2 separate regions of the Zea mays genome follow, and region 2 is linked to region 1. Evidence: chromatin contacts called from public Hi-C data. All regions are on one chromosome and are shown on one strand. The core of a region is the stretch at or near the end of the contact, and the rest is flanking DNA. Distances in the headings are between cores, read along the strand shown.

The links. Hi-C and Micro-C count contacts between places; a contact is called where the count stands out from the background.
Region 2: a Hi-C map of endosperm shows a contact between it and region 1, with 2.9 times the contacts expected there. The contact joins the promoter of LOC100284792 here to the promoter of LOC103633333 in region 1. A contact is called at or near these places in 5 of 25 Hi-C or Micro-C datasets (bundle sheath, ear, endosperm and 2 more) and 2 of 3 datasets of contacts at active chromatin or transcription factors (leaf and seedling).

What each region holds. Positions count from the first base shown.
Region 1 is chr7:168,952,838-168,956,437 of Zm-B73-REFERENCE-NAM-5.0, forward strand. It overlaps LOC103633333, which reads left to right and starts at 1,483. Exons shown (of 1, transcript XM_008655051.3): 1 at 1,483-1,975. The coding sequence starts at 1,483. The coding sequence ends at 1,815. It also overlaps the pseudogene LOC103634358.
Region 2 is chr7:169,081,103-169,084,462 of Zm-B73-REFERENCE-NAM-5.0, forward strand. LOC100284792 (gamma response I protein) reads left to right here and starts at 1,889. Exons shown (of 9, transcript NM_001157687.1): 1 at 1,889-1,954; 2 at 2,191-2,604. The coding sequence starts at 2,238.

The DNA.
Region 1 (3,600 bases), core at 233-2,732:
GGGTAGGGGGTAAAACCATGAAACACAATTTCACATCTTTCAACCATGCATTACAGGAGACAGCACATCATCGTGCATCATACAGGGCAAATTCATAGATAAGCAACTTCAACGTGCAACATAAATAAAAGGACAACAACGTGAGATCTGCTAGCGATAATGGTATACCTGTGGTAGTCACCCTTCATCTTGAGGTAGAAGACCTTGGACTCGGCGCCGCCGGCGGATGGGACGAGGTGGGAGTCGAGCAGGGCGAGGATGCCGTCGCAGATGCGGGCGAGCTCGGTCTCGATCTTGGAGCGGTAGGCGCGGATGGAGGCGGCGTGCGCCTCGTTCCCGCGGCCCTCCTCCTTCTGCTCGATGGAGGAGATGATCCGCCACGAGGCCCTGCGGGCGCCGATGACGTTCTTGTAGGCGACGGACAGCAGGTTGCGCTCCTCCACGGAGAGCTCCTCCCCTCCGCCGGATTTTGGTGAACTAATCAGGCTATATGCCCTAGATTTCTTGATTGAGCGATTGCACATTGGTTGCACAGTCTACGACAGAGAGAAAGAGAGGGGGGAGACACCAACCTTGGCTTCGAGGCGTGCGGTGATTCGGCCATGGAGGGAGTCGCGGAGGCTCCTCATCATGCGCAGCCTCCTGTGGTACTCGACCAGCCTGCGGAAGTGGATGTTGCTCCTACCTCGCGTTGACGCACGAGGCGCAACAAGACGGCAGGTTGGATCCACCGCACAGCCGCCTCGGCGGGCGGCCGCTGGAGCGGATCGAGGCATCCGCGCGGCGCGGTGCAGCGCCGGAGTGATTAGGGTTTGGTGAGGGAGTTGGCTGCCCGCCCAACGCACGCGGAGGACAGGAGAGGAGGCGACGCGGGCAGGTGAGGTGCGCAGGCAGGAGGGCAAAACAGGAAATGAAAAAAAGGCAGAACGCAAGGAGACAGCCTACCCCTTGCAGCCTTAATTAGTAGTATAGATATAGATTATTATTAAGTCTGTTGGTTTACCGAAGAACTAATCCTGCAGCTATGTGCTAGCCCAGCCCAGCACAAACAGGGCAGATTTTTTTGGTACCACGCGGCCCACCTATTCCAGCCCAACGGGCAACGGCAGAGTCGATGAGAACCAACGATGGAAACGGCAGAGCCAAACGGACTTCTGTCGCTTCGGCGCACGTGTAGTTACTGCTGCCGTGCTGCGCACCAAACGACATGACGACGCGAATCCCCGGCTCATTAACCACTTAACCACAGCAGCATTGCCCTATATAAACACACACGGATCACGGATGGGATGCAGTTGCACGATATTTCTCACTCCATTCCTCCGTTACAGGTGGCGAACGGGACCGATCCATGCACGCGCACGCGGCAGCCGTTCGAAATAGAGATGGTAATGGGTATCCGAAACCTAAAATTCAATGAATTTTTATCCTATTAGGATACGGATTTGAGTCAATTTTCATATCCATGAGTTGGCGTCGGCGATGATGCGATCGGACGTGCGCGGGGGCGACGCGGAGGAAGAGGTGGACCGGAAGCCGGTGATCAAGCCTGGCGTCCACGTGACGCTCAAGGTGCAGGACACGGCGGGGCCGACCCAGGAGCTGCAGGCGCTCATGGACGCCTACTACGCCAGCGTGCCGGACGTCGCGTACGGCACGGGAAGGTTCCTGTACGACGGCGGGCGGCTGACGGGGGCGCACACGCCTGCGGAGCTCGGGATGGAGGAACAGGACGAGATCGACTTCTTCACCGAGCTGTTGGGTGGTGGCGGGCGACGTGCTGCTGCTGAACCTGGACGCCCGGTGGTCGCGTAACTCCCTGCTCATCGTCGTATGACTTAGCTTTGCGCGGGCCTGGGAGGAAGGAGCACACTGCTCGCTGCTCATATCGTTGTGCGCGCTTGCTTTTGATGAATCTGATGAAGTTATTATGCATCGTTACATCTATGGCAAGTGGTTATAACATGGTCTAAAATTTCTTCCTTTTGTGATGGGAACTTCTTTACCCTACCTTTAGAAACGTTTTAGTCCTGTTTAGAACCATAAAACTAATAATTAGTCAACTAATAAATTATTAGTTTGGTTTAGTCAGCTAATAAACTAATGGTTACTTGTGATATAGCTAACAATTAACTGCAGTATAAGCTGATCGTGTTTGGAACCTGCAACTAATTTTTAATACCTAACTATTAGTTCTAGAAGTTTCAAACAGATAGGGGTGTAAAGGTATGTATATTATTTGTCTGTATTCGAATTCGATTCGTCTACAAGGCTAATATCTGATCCGTATTTGAGTCTGTATACTCTATCTGATTCTTATCAGATCTTTATCCATATCTTTATTCTCAACATTGGATATTTAAGATGTTGATATCCATTCAAATCTTATTCGACACAACTTGATGTATTCATATACAATTGGATTCTAAAGAAAAAAATATGATAACAAATATGAAACAGTAATTAATGTTCGTGCGTACTCGATTCGATTACACCATTACAAACAGAGTCTTAGTGACGCTTCACGCTTGTCCAAAATAAAAGAAAGTCAAACATCCTGCATAGTGCCCCGTTAGCTAGGAAGGTGTGAGATCAAATTTGTTCAGAGTCGACTGCCAAAATTTTCAGAAAAAATTGATTCTAGTTTGAAAAAATGTTAGTGCGAGTTAATTAAGTTTATGAAGCGAGCTCTTGCGAACACAAGCAATCACAGAGAGAAGCAACACAAGAGACACACGATTTTTATCCCGTGGTTCGGCCAAGTAACACTTGCCTACTTCCACGTTGTGGCGTCTCAATAGACGATGGTTGCACTCAACCCCTTTCAAGTGATCCGATGATCAACTTGAATATCACAGTCTTTCCTTTGAGATCTTTTCCCGTTTGCGAGGAATCTCCACAAGTTGGAGCCTCTTGTCCTTACAAAGTATTGATCACAAGAAGCACAAGAGTAAGAGAGGGAAAAACAACGCACTCAATATTCAATCCGCAGCACACACACACGCACACAAGCAAGACTTGAGCTCAAAACACAACACATGGAGTTCACAACTCGAACGGAGCTCAAATCACTAACTCAACAAATCAAATGCGTGGAGGCGGAGTCTGGATGTCTTAGTATGCTTAGAGAGTGCTTGGTGTCCTGCTCCATGCGCCTAGGGGTCCCTTTTATAGCCCAAGGCAGCTAGGAGTCGTTGGACATGAATTTGGTAGGCAATTCTTGTCTTCTGTCGAGTGGTGCACCGGACAACCACTGTAGCAGTCCGGTGCTCGATTTCTCCATACGGGGCGGAGCCGGCCGTTGGTGCTCAGGATCGGTTGGTGCACCGAACAATCCAGTGTGCCCAACCGACCATTGGCGCGACCACGTGTCGCGCGTTGATCGCACGGCTGACCGTTGGCCGCTGGCGCAGTTGACTCACCGGACAGTCTGGTGAATTATAGCCACGTCGCCTTTATCTTTTCCCAAGAGCGCCTAGTTGACGCCGAGCCAGCCTGGGGCACCGGACACTGTCTGGTGTGCCACCGGACAGTCCGGTGTGCGAGGCTCGGGCTGGTGTTGGCTGAACTTTGTCAACTCTTCTCCAATTCGAATCTTCT
Region 2 (3,360 bases), core at 639-3,138, 130 kb after region 1:
TTATTTATGAGAACAAATAATTTTAGGAAGCTAAGTGATCATAGTGAAAGACAAACCTCTATTTTGCGATGATGGGAATGCGTGTAACAATTAACTCACAAAAGAACTCAATGACCTCATTGGTTGTCATAAACTTTTGTTCTCTAATTCGTGTTCAACCTGCATAAATGCCAAATTCATATATTAAAGAAAATCACAAGTATCATAGGAACACCTAGTACACAGGAACAATAAATCACAGACACCCACTAACAGGACTTGCTAAAATAAAAAGCTATTATGATCAGCAGGACCACAAGTAGTTTAATGAGCTAAACTATTAGCTGAAAAGCGAACAAATGAGTACTGTGTTCTAATAGCCTAGAACCAATAGGTTGTAAACAGAGCGCACAATATATACAGAAGATTAATGATTATGTTCATGGATTGGACCAAAAAATAAAAAGCAATACTTGATAGGCCACCACATAGTTAACGCTTGTAGCATGACTCCAACCAAACCCCATCGACTGAACTGGAGGCAAGGTTAACCTCGCTCTCAAAAGAACACTGTCACAATTATCTAACAGCCACGAAATCTACGAAAAACAACGGCACGGAAAGGCAGGGCATGCGGATCCAACAGCGAAGGAGGCAACCTTTTGGGTTTTGACACAAAACACCTGCTCCTGGTACCAAGAAACAGACAAACATGACTGCAAGAAGTTTCAAAGGTTCGTTGTTCCGCTTACCAGAAACATGGGGTAGTCCGATCGTGGCCAGGAGGTCCGCCCTAGCGAGCGCTGGCGCCAGGCGGATGAGGGTGGGGCTCCGGCTGGCGTAGGCCCCGACATTGGACGCAGGCGCCGAGGAGGTCGGTGGCGCGTGCTTGGAGGGGGAGACGGGGAAAAAGGAGACTGGGGAGTTTGACGGGGGAGCGGCGGGATACGGGTCTCTGGGGGGCGGGGGAGGAGGCACCGACGATGGGCGGGATCCAGATCTAGGGGCGAACGGGGGTGGGGCGCTGAGGATGGGGCAGTCGGGCGACATTGACAGCAGAGCTTGCGTGATGACGGAAGCGGGGGCGGGGGCACGGTGTCGCAGGCGGAGGCATGGTAGCGCCGGGGCACCCATGGTACGTGCTTAATAGAGTAGTATATATTTGAGCTCTTAATTAATTTTAGTTTAAAAATGAATAAAGATAGCGTCTGATGCTCTAATCTAATATGTTCTACTCCTTCCGCCACAAAAATGTCGTTTTACTTTTTTGACATCAAGTTTGATCGGCCCGTCTTATTCAAAATAATTATGGAAACGTAGAAAAATGCAGTTCACAGCTAAAGTAAGTTATATGATAAACTAATTTAGAATGAAAATAAATGATAATTATAAATTGTTTTGAATAAACGAGCTGATTAAACTTCATAAAAAAGTCAAACGACGTTCTTTGTATAACGGAGGGAGTAGTTCTTAAGTTCTATATCGCGTAAAATTTGAAGCTCATTATTAGTCTGTCTCCAGCATATTACTATCCTATCCCTTATTTTATTACCTATTTTAAACTTTACTTTATAAATAGTATCAAACAATTCCGCGTTCTATATTTTACACGGTCCTAAAAAAACATTCTTAGACTAACTCCACTAACGTCATGCCTACGGGCATGTATAATATTGTTTTATATATACACTGTTTGTATATAGAAGTTTAAAATAAAAAGTGAGATAACGATTGACAAATTACTACCTGATTATGGCCGACCCCGGAGCCAGAACCCGTAAACCCGGCGGGCCCGGTTCTGAGGGCGAAGCGCACCGGCACACGCGGTGACGTGGAAGGCGAATCGGTATCCTCCCGGGCCCGGCAGCCGGCTCCTGCCGTCATATTCTCTCCCCTTCTCCGACCGATCCCCACCTCACACGATACTTTCCCCCTCCACTAGGGTTCCCCGTCCGTTCCCCCTCGGCCGCATCAGGTAAATTACTGGTCTATCCGCCCCGCATTCGATCTGATCCCGTGATTCAAGCCCTTGTGCATCGATCCGGGACTCCTCCACCTGCAGATCTCCGCGGCGGAGTTTCGTACCGTATTTGTCTTTGCAACATTCGAGTTGATTATTTTGGAGGAGTCGCTCTCTAGGGTTGATTGAGCGCTGTTGTTTTTTTTGTGCGACGACGGTGGTGTGTTGATTGGATGTTGAAAGAATTGTAGCTGTTTGAGGCGGCAACCAAGGGCCGCGGAAGCATCTGTGTCGAGCCATGGATAAGGGGATCTTCACCAACGATGGCTCCTTCATGGAGAGGTTCAAGCAGATGCAGCAGGAGGCGCAGGAGAAGAAGGCCGCTGCTGCCTCTGCCTCATCGGCTCCCAAGCATGCGAACCCCAAGCAGGGGTTTGCTGTTGCGGCAAACAAGAGGCCATTCGAGCTGAAGAACGCTGCTCCGGTAGCCTCAGCTGGTAAGCTGGCCTTTAGTCTCAAGAAGGCCAAGGTCGCCGTTGCACCTGTGTTTGCAGCCGACGAGGAGGATGAGGATGCTGTGGATGTTGAGAGGGAGGAGCCCGCCAAACGCCAGAAGTCTGTGCAAGCTGATGCTCCTGCGGCAGCTGCCGCGTCCGGGGCTGTTGGTAATTATTTATATTTATTAATTTCTTGCTGTTTTACTGTTAGCTTGTTTAGTGAAGGCGTTCTATGGGTTGTAGTTTCCAATTTTCCATCGCATGATTAGGTTTAAACATGTGATAAGGCTTCTAATTCAGTAACCGAGACAGAACATCAGTGATATATTACCTTATAGCTTTTCATGCAATTAGTGTTTTTTCATCGAATTCAGTCACGGATTTAGATTATCTCATTGAATTTGACGCAAATCATTTCACACGCATGCGACATACCTTAGTATTTTTACTATTGAAGTGAGTTCTAATTTCTGATATCTGTTCCCAAAGTATTACAGCTGGTGCAGATGATTGCATTATCAGTTTCTATGTAGAGTTTTTTTATTCCATTTATTTGATGGTGTTGTCCTGGAAGTATTGCGATTCTGAACACATTTGATAATGAAACTAAGTAATAACTATATGGTTTGAATTTAATTTTCTTACATACTGATTATTGAAATCTCTAAAGGACCGTTTGGATGGTCGGTAATATTTGAGTTCTTTATGGTTACTAAAATATACCATAACATTTAAAGCTTCAAGGTGTTTCGATACAACGATGTAGTTTTACATCCAATTACCATGTTATTTTGAGTTCTTGAAGAAAACCTATTCAAAACTCATTTTCCCCATTTTTTTTTAAAAATCAAAGCACACCTCACATTACCTTTGGCACCATTGTGAGTTATGAAGCATTGGCCTGTCTAATTTCATGCGAAAGGG